Regions from separate parts of the Mus musculus genome. Here region 1 is linked to region 2. A link is a contact called in public promoter capture Hi-C data. All regions are on one chromosome and are shown on one strand. The core of a region is the stretch at or near the end of the contact, and the rest is flanking DNA. Distances in the headings are between cores, read along the strand shown. Region 1 holds the start of Ces2e (carboxylesterase 2E). Region 2 holds the start of Ces2a (carboxylesterase 2A).

Region 1 (4,861 bases), core at 2,120-4,619, 190 kb before region 2:
ACCCCCAACTCACCTGAAGAATCCCAGAACACCCAGGCGGTACTGGATAGCGACCACCACCACATCCTCAGTTGCTGCCAGCATGGATCCATCATACATGGAAGCCATGCCAACAGTGAGTGCACCACCATGGATCCATACCATCACCTGGAGAAGTCAAGAGAGATGTCAGGAGGCTTCTATTTAGCATACATTCATGTGGGACTGCCTGCTAGATTATCTACTGCTTTTTATTTATACAGCTATACACACCTATAGGACTACTCATCATCTTAGACCCAAGATACAGATGAGGAATTAATCTCACCAGAATATTTCCAAGCTTCACTGTAGTACCAAGAATCTCAGTCTAGAGTAATGTCAATATCACTCTAGACTCCTCAAAAGCAAAGAAGGGTGTCTCCATATGCATTTTTTTCTAATTATAAACCAAAAGGATTGCCAGATCTCATTGGCACAAACAATATCCCAAAGCTGGAAATTTGGCTTATCTCAGTGTTCAGCCCTTAGGAACCTGACTGCATCTCTAGGGATCAACTTGGTTGAGAAAGTCCCGAGTTAGTTCCTGGAACACAACCTCTGACCTCCCAGTGCTCCATTGCTCAGTGTCCCTAGTGTTCAGCTGCCAATTGTGGGTAAGAAGGTCTTATTGAACCACTAGGGTCTACACTATAGCAGAACTCAGTTGTTTTGTGCTTTCTAATCTTCCTAAGAAAGAAAACCCCACTGCCACCCAGTTGACCATGACCCAGCTCTCACAGGTAGGTTAGAACCCTCATGGGCATGGGCTGGTACATAGATGTTGAGATACAGGCAGTCCTCAGACATAGAGATGGGAGGCAGGATCAAGTTCATCATCTTCAGATCCTCTGAACCCATCAAATTGTCATTTTGTAGACACCTGATGACAATGGCAGACAGTTAATACAAGAGATATTTACTGGTCAATATCAGGTCTTATCAGTCTGGGTTGTCTCTCAGCCACTTTTAGCCACTTCCCTCCAAGTTGTCCTGCTAATGTATGATTCTCTCTAAAGAGTTAGTTCCTGGAACAGAACCTCTGACACCCCAGCACTCCATTGCTCAGTGTCCTATACCTAGGGTTCAGCTGCCAATAGTGGATAAGAAGGTCTTCTTGAACCCACGAGGGTCTACACGGTAGCAGAACTCAGGTTTTTTGTGCTTTCTAGTATCCCTAAGATTTCCTTTTCCTACCATGGTAAAGGCTGCAGGCTTATTGAAATCTGAGGTAGAATCAGATTTCCAGAGAGGTCCCCACTTGGGTGAAGGCATATATTTTATTCTTTTTTGAGTTTGGCTTCTGGGGAACTCCTGGAGGCTCTATGAGAATAATTTCCCGTGAGCAGCGATAAGCACCAGTTCTGTTAGTACTCTTTAATGCCTATTGAGAAGGTTAGTCTTAATTTTTACCTTAAGATAACATAGAATCACTTGGGAATATAGTCTCAGTGAAGGATTGTCTAGATCAGGTTAGCCTATGGGGATTTCCTTGATTCTGTTAATTGAGGTGGTAAACTTTTCAACCATGGGGGGAACCATTCTCTAAGAAGGGGCTTCTGAATAGTATGAACAGAGAAGGCAAACTGAACATTAGGCAGTAGGTATGCATTCCTTGCTCTCTGGTCCCATTTAAAGATGTGATATTATTTATTCCCTTAAGTTTCCCCCTTGTAGTCTATGGTAACATGGAGTTGTGACCCATAATAAACAGTTTCTGTCTTAACCTGCTTTTTACCAGGTATTTTATCACAGCTACAAGAAACAAAATGAAGATACCAAGATAATGTTGTGCAATACCTACACAGGCACTAAGGGGTGCAGTGGACAATGTCCCAAAAACAATGTCCCAAAGACCCATGGGATGTTCTTTACCCTACTTCCAGAAACTCTCAGGACCTCTACTTCACACGTAATCTTCAGAGGAAGGTTTTATATGTTTCTTTGGACAATGGCACTTGGCTCCTTTGGTTGTATGAGGAACTGTAGAGGCTGGAGTTGTGAAAGGACACATCACTGCTGCCCTCCTGAGAGACTTATAGTACATTATACTTGACTCTGGGCTCTTGCTGGTTAAGGTGTTTATACTGACCTTTGTCCATAGACCTCATTTATGGTGGCAGAGATCACTTGGCATATTCTGAATCTAGGAACCATTCATATCTGTTTCTCACTGCAAAACTGAGAGATAACGTATAGGAACTGATCTTTGACCCAGGAGACTGGCAAAGTTTTTTCTATTAGAAGCCTTAGCTATGTATCTAAAAATGCACAACGCACTGCACATCATAGACAGAAAACTTCTATGGGGTTGAGAAGAAGGAAGCATTTCATTTGCTCCCAGAGCTTAAAGCATGCTTTTACCCCCGGCCTGCAATTGTCTAGGTCCAAAACTTACATGTTTGGATGTGAGGTCCCATCCCTCACCCCACTCCATGGCTCAGGGGCCTCAGGAGGTGCAAAGCGCAGTGGTCCTACAGGAGGCTTGGCAAAGGGGATTCCCAGGAAGGTATGAACAGCGATGTCAGTGTCCTTCACGTGGACAAGGCTGCCTCTCACCTGGCCTGTGTGTGTGTTCCTGATGGGGCTGGCTGAGTCCTGACCTGTGGGTGGAGATGCCAACATGGTTAGTTTTGCCCAGGCAGTTGCCACTACATGGTTTATTCCCACCTTATTTTCACTAAGTGCCCATGGGGAAGGGAATTTGGGGTGTGTAGGCTCAGGTGTGGGATGTGCGAGTAGGAGCTTCTACATAACCCCCAAGCCAGGAACATTACTTATACTCCTTTTGAATGGTAGCAGGGCATGTCTCTAAGGAGGAGACATGCTCAGAGCCACTTGACAGCATGGATGTATTCTTTTCATCATCACCGAAAGGTCTGTAGCAGCCACAGTCACACAGGGAGAGAGGAAATGATACCTTTGCTCTCTTTCCTCTAACCTTCAGGTGCAGCACTTCTTAGCCCTTCTTCCACTGGAATGATTGTTTTTGGAAAGGGGTGTTCATAGGTATTGCTGACCCTCTATGTGCAGCAGGGTTCACTCTGTGGGCTTTGGTGAAGGCATTGGGAGGCACACATTTTCCACCCTTTTTATCTGCCATCTTTACCAGCTTTTCCCTCCCTGGTGACTTCCCTCCCACAAACGAACCTGCTGACTCCGAGGAACTGAGCAGCTCTGACCTGTTCCTCATTGCTCACTGAATGACTCTCACCTTGCACATGCAGAACGAGAAGCAGGACCCCACAGGCCACAGCATTCAGCCATCCAAGAAGTTTGTATAGTGGCATAGTCAGCTCTTAGATCTGAGTCTGTGTTGCTCCAGGATATCTGTGTGCTATGGACAGGAAATAAAAGATGTGGGTCTTGCCTAGGCAGGAATTTGGACCTAAAATAAAGTAGGCAGGAAATTCACTAGGGCGGGGCAAAGTTCGTATTGCCAAAGAAGAGCAGGCCAGCAGGAAGCCAAAGCAATCTCTATTCCTGCTCTTTGGCCTCCTAGAAAGGTATATCATGCCATCTGAAGTCCTTCTGTAACACAGGGAGTCCTATATTCAAGCCTAAGTCAATTCAAACCATGATCACTGTCCTTGTACTCATTGGGCAGATGTTAGTGTTGTTCTGGAGTTCAGAGAACAGGAATCTGTAACAGAGACAGCCTGGGGGGCTTCTTCAAGTAGGTATGTATTCAAGATAAGAGAGGGGAGGGGGAGGGAGGGGGAGAAGAGAGGGAAGGAGGGAGAGAATGTGTTCAGAATATGTCCATTACAGTGATCTTAGGGTCTATATGGACCCCTCCACATGTGTCCTGGCTATTTCACTGAAACACCACAATGTGGCACTTCGCAAGTCTCATTCCTTATTCACACCACCTCTGTAATATATGTTTCCTCTTTTAGCCAGCTCCTGCTGAGATCAACTTTCATAGTTCTTTATCTACTTAAGGAGCACTTTCCATTTTTTTCTATTTCTTTCTTTCTTGTGCATGTGTTTATATGCATGTGTGAATGCCATGCCACACATGTGAAATGCCTCTTCCGTCAGTCAGATCATTCCACCATGTGGATATAGGGGACCCATTTTAGGTCTCTGGCCTTTTGAAAATTCCTTGGCACATTGTGCCATCTCCTGGTCTTCACTTAGCAAACATTTACTCAGGTCCTGCTAGTCTAACACTGAACTCTCAGTGTCTGAGCTCTCAGAGTCTATGATAAAGCCAAAGGTACAGGTCTACACTAGGTGTGTAATAATCACAAAGAACCCTGGCAGAACACACCAAAGAGTACAGGACTAGGAGCTCCCACAATGCCCAACGGATCTCCTAGAGGGCATGATACAGGGATCAAAGTAAGCCTGAAGTCTGAGAATTTGCCTTCACTCTGTATTTCCAGATCCTGATAATTTATGGGCCTAGCACTGCGGGCGGAGCTACATCCTTAAGGCTTCTCTGTCTCTGCAAGCATGATACAGCCAAGCCTTTCCCTACCAACACTGGCTATTGTTTCAATGTAGTGGCTGCAATGCACTCCTGACCAGTCTGCTGTCCCAGCCCTCACTGGCTGCTCCTCTCCCTCCTCTCAGTTCCTTGAGCAAAGAAACTGATGCGCTGTAGGGCTACGAGGTCGTCTTCAGTTCCTTCTTTCTCAGGGTCAAGGAATCAGCATCTTCAAGTTTTCAGGGCTTCCTGGTGCTTCCTCTTAATACAAGACTTTCTCAGCTCTACTGGTGTAGTGGTTTGAAAGAGAATAGCCTTTACAGACTCATATATTTGAATGTTTGCTTTCCAGTTGATGGACTGTTTTGGAGGAATTAGGAGGTGTGCTCTTGTTGAAGGAGGTTTGTC
Region 2 (4,465 bases), core at 868-3,367:
CAGGATCAGATTCATTTCCTTCGCATCCTCTAAATTCATTATATCAGGCTGCAGACACCTAGTGAAAACAGAAGGCAGGAAATCCAAGATAATCACATCTATGTCTTAATATGAACTTTCAGTCACCTACCGCTACTGCTTTCCATCATGCCTGTTAACATTATGATTCTTCTCTAAAGTCCCTCCCACAATAAAGACCACCAGCCATGTGAAAATGGAAATGGAGTCAGATTTTTTTCAGGGAGGACTCTCCGTATATAGTAATATTCTGGGGGCTAGTATATGGAGACTTACAACAGCTTCAGTGAAAATAATTTGTGTTCCCACATTCAATCCTGTTTGTAAAATTAAAATCCTGATATGGTGGTTAGTTTTGATTGATGACTCGGCACACTGTATAATCACCTGGGAAAAGAATCTTACTGAGGGATTGTCTAGATCCTGGTGACTGGTCAGCATGCAAGTAACATTATCTCAATCATGTTCTTTGCAATAGGAATACCTGCTCATTATAGGAGGCATCATTCCCTAGGAAGGGGGCTTCTGGATTGTATAAGAATGGAGAGAGTAAGTGAAGGTTAGTAGGCAAGCATGTGTCCTTTGAACTCTGCTCCTGATTATGGATGGGATGCAATCAGCTCTCTTAAACATCTGACTCTGTAGTTTCCCACCTATGATTGATTATAAGCTGGGATTGTGACCCATAGTAAAATCTTTCTTCACTAAGTTGCTTATGTAAGGATACTTTATCACAGCAATAGAAAGGGAACTAAGATACTTGGGTATTGAGGTACTGTGCCCACATAGCAACTATAGGAATGAGTGGGCAATGCCACTCCATATGATAGTGAGACATTCTTCATTTCACTCCCAAGTACCAATAAGGTACCTCCTTGTTCCACATAGTCTCCAGTTAGAAGCATGTGTGCTTGTTCCTTAGTCAATGGCACAAGGACAGTGGATGGTCACAGGGACTGTGAAGAATGGGCTCAGTCTCTGTTCCTTACTGCAGTTCCTACAACTAAGTCCCTACAGGTGCTGTGCTCTGACCCAGCAGCCTGGCACAGCTGTTCTACTCTAATTCTTAGCACATTCATCAAGAACGTGCATGGGAGATGCCCCTCATCATAGGCAGAAAACTGCTATAGAGCTGAGGTGGAGGAAGCCTGCAGTGTGGCCCAGAGCACAGGCCTGAAGTCCTCTGGGTCTAGAACTTACATGGCCGGCTGTGAGGTCCCATCTCTCACACCACTCCATGGCTCAGGGTCCTCAGGAGGTGCAAAGCGCAGTAGTCCTACAGGAGGCTTGGCAAAGGGGATTCCCAGGAAGGCATGGACACCAGATTTAGTGTCCTTCACGTGGACAAAGCTGCCTCTCACCTGACCCCTGTGGGTGTTCCTGATGGGGCTGGCTGAGTCCTGGCCTGTAAGTGGAGAGATGCCATCAGCTGTCACCACACTTGGGACTTTCTACCTCATCATCACCATGGTACATGGGGAAGGTAACCTGGGTCATCTCAGTTCAGTAGTAGGATGAGGAGATGAGGGCTTCTAGATTCCCTAGGGACAGACACCTTGTCCACTGACCCTCTTCCAAACTGTCAGGACTCTTCCCTAGTCAACAAAGTGACAGGCTTAGAGCCACTTGGCATTAGGAAGGAATTATTATCATTATCAATGTTGTAGGATTTCTAGCCACAAGCACACACAGAGGAGGGACATGTCCTGCTTGTTGTTCTGTCCCGGTTGTCTCCTCAGTATGTGCTAACCTCAGACATCTCTGATGCCCCCCCCCCGCCCCATGTGCCCTGGTGGGACATTACAAAGCACACATTCCCCACACTGTCACCTGTCATTCTCCACCAGCTCCTTTTCCCTTCCTGGTGCCTTCCATCCCACAAGCTCAGCCTCTGACTTTGCCGAACTGGGGCAGTTCTGACCCAAGTCCCCTGTGCTCATTTAGATAGTCTTACCATGCACATGCTGGAGGAGAAGCAGGAGCCCACAGGCAACAACACACAGCCAACCAGGAAGTCTAGCCAATGGCATGGTTGAATCTCAGGCCTAAACCTGTGCTGCTGCACATGAGAGTGTCACAGCAGGAAACAAAAACAGATCGGCCTGGTCCAAGCAGGAATTTGTACTTTTAGGGGTGTAGGTGTGGACATTTGATTGGATGGGGCAAAGTTCTTATTGCAGAAAAACTGATAAGGCAGAAGCCACAGGGAGACAAGAGCCAACAAGCAGGCAAAGCCACCTCTGCAGTTTCTCTTCCTTCCCTGGCCTCTTGGACAGACACAGCAGGGCATCTGAAGTCCTTCTGCAATGCCAGGATCCCTGACCTCCAATATGGAATCATGATTCCTGACTCTCTTCCTCACCATCCCAATGTAGGTGTTGGTATGAAGATCAGGGAGCAGAAAGCTGCAACAGGAGAAGCCACAGGGCTCTTGTCAATAGGTACACAGTCAGGATACTTCCTGTTGTGGAAGATTGACATTACAAGAATCATCATTTTAGTCATGTCCTGGGATTGGCCTTCAAGTTACTCTATGAATCCTGCAAAAGTTAGCACCCTGGGAAGATAAAGGTTTGTCATATTTAGGGTGCCTGGGAACGTGGGGATTAGAGGAGAGAACCCCGTAATGACAGAGAGAAACTGCTTAGGAGACACAGAGGCAGATGGAGCAACATTCATCTCCATTGTATGATGGCATAAGTATATAATGTTTTTAATAGAGGGCCCAGAGAAGATTTAGGGACATCAATAAATTAATAATATGGAATCTGAAGGTGAGTGATTGTGTCACAAGCAACCAAAGGATCTCAGAGGGCCTGTAAAAGTTAGAAATAAGTGTCTGTGCAAGGGCAGGCACTCAGGGAGACAGGGATAGGATGCTCTTCTGAACATATCTGGACCTTCTAATGTTTCCATTCTGTTGCCAAGACACACCTCACAGTCAAACATATTCACAGATGTTCTGAGCACATGAACATGAACCTCACAGTATCTCCAGGCTTTGAGGGCTGGAAAGAAACTTCAGCAGAGCCCCACAGAGAGAGAGACAGACCGACAGACAGACAGACAGACAGACAGACAGACAGACAGACAGACATATAGACAGAGAGATACACACAGGCACAAGCACTCCAAACACACACATACACAGATCCACACATATACACAGACTCACACACAGACACAAACACACAGCCATAGCCACAGACACACATACAGAATACATACACATGGCACCAGTCACTGATGCCTGACCATTCTTGTAACAGACAACAAATACTGAAATGGTTCTGCTTAGAGCCCAGCTATGCCCACAAAGCTTTCTCTTCTAAGAAAGAAAAAGCTATGAAATTCTGTGTGGTCAGGCAAAATGCCCATCTGGCTGTAAGCTAAAAAGCCATATTCTAGAACAAGAGCCATTGGTGGAACTCAAATTAGGTGAACACGTTTCTTCTTCATTTTCAGCTACTCTGTGCTGAAGACAGGATATTCTCTGTAGTCCAGATTGGCCTGCTACCTCAGCTTCTCGGGCTCTGGGTTTGCAAAGCATTCACCTCATATACATCTGCCCTAAGTAATCCTGGGCATCCCCCACAAGGCTCGGACAATCTGGTGTTCCCAAGAATGTTGCAGAATGGGGTGAGATGGGGGAGGGGATAAGATGCAACTCCATTCTGCTTCCAGTTGACACCAATTCTAAGCCCAGGAATCCAAACAAAGAATGTTCCAAACAGTAGTCACTAGTGAGTCAAGCAGATCTTGCTGCATGGAGAACCCTGGTGACCTTTCAGAGTCTGGTGACCCACAGCAGGGGGTCACAGGTGAGGTGAGTTCAGTGGATCGGACTGGGGAGGCTTAGGAAGAGGTCAATAACGTTTATACTATCAGATTGGAGAGGTCGGGGAGGAGGTGTGGGCGGGGACCATCAGTTGCAGCACACACAATCTGGGCATAACGCCATTCTGACTCAGAACACACATGCCATTTGCACTGAAATCCAACCTGCCCTTTCCCAGGTTATGTGCAGAGTGAAATGAACCCAGGGAATACTAAGGTCAACTGAGGCGTGGTGGGTACACAAGGAACTTCTGTATACCCTAATGACTCTGTACAGTGCCCTGTTGAAGGATGCCAGTCTGTTCTATCCTAGGGCTTGGCACACGCAGAGATACTTGGCACCATGAATATATTATATTATTATTATCTAAAAGTCCAGTAGCAGCTACAGCTACAAAAGCACTAAGGGGAAAGATCCACCTGCTCCTCTGTCCTCTGACTTGCAGGTCCAGCGTAACTCAGATCCCCTCACTCTGGGCTGGATCAGCCTGGGTGACCTCCTCTGGTATCCTTTGCTTGGTAGATAGATGGCTACTCTGTGTCTTTGGCTGTATACTTTGGTCTGTGCCCTTTGGCTGGGGCATTTGGAGTCAGTTATCTTTTTCCGCAG

Evidence for each region. Promoter capture Hi-C pulls out the DNA fragments that hold promoters and counts their contacts.
Region 1: a contact with region 2 is called in a promoter capture Hi-C map of liver, with 9 times the contacts expected there. The contact joins the promoter of Ces2e here to the promoter of Ces2a in region 2. A contact is called at or near these places in 7 of 39 promoter capture datasets (cranial neural crest, embryonic stem cells, liver and 2 more), 3 of 484 Hi-C or Micro-C datasets (liver, muscle stem cells and nephron progenitors), 2 of 115 datasets of contacts at active chromatin or transcription factors (hepatocytes and intestinal villus epithelium) and 3 of 9 other capture datasets (adipose tissue, embryonic stem cells and liver).

What each region holds. Positions count from the first base shown.
Region 1 is chr8:104,924,768-104,929,628 of GRCm38.p6, reverse strand. It overlaps Ces2e (carboxylesterase 2E), which reads right to left and starts at 3,369. Exons shown (of 12, transcript NM_172759.3): 1 at 3,233-3,369; 2 at 2,417-2,621; 3 at 760-901; 4 at 14-147. The coding sequence starts at 3,308.
Region 2 is chr8:104,731,655-104,736,119 of GRCm38.p6, reverse strand. Ces2a (carboxylesterase 2A) reads right to left here and starts at 2,117. Exons shown (of 12, transcript NM_133960.5): 1 at 1,973-2,117; 2 at 1,219-1,423; 3 at 1-58. The coding sequence starts at 2,048.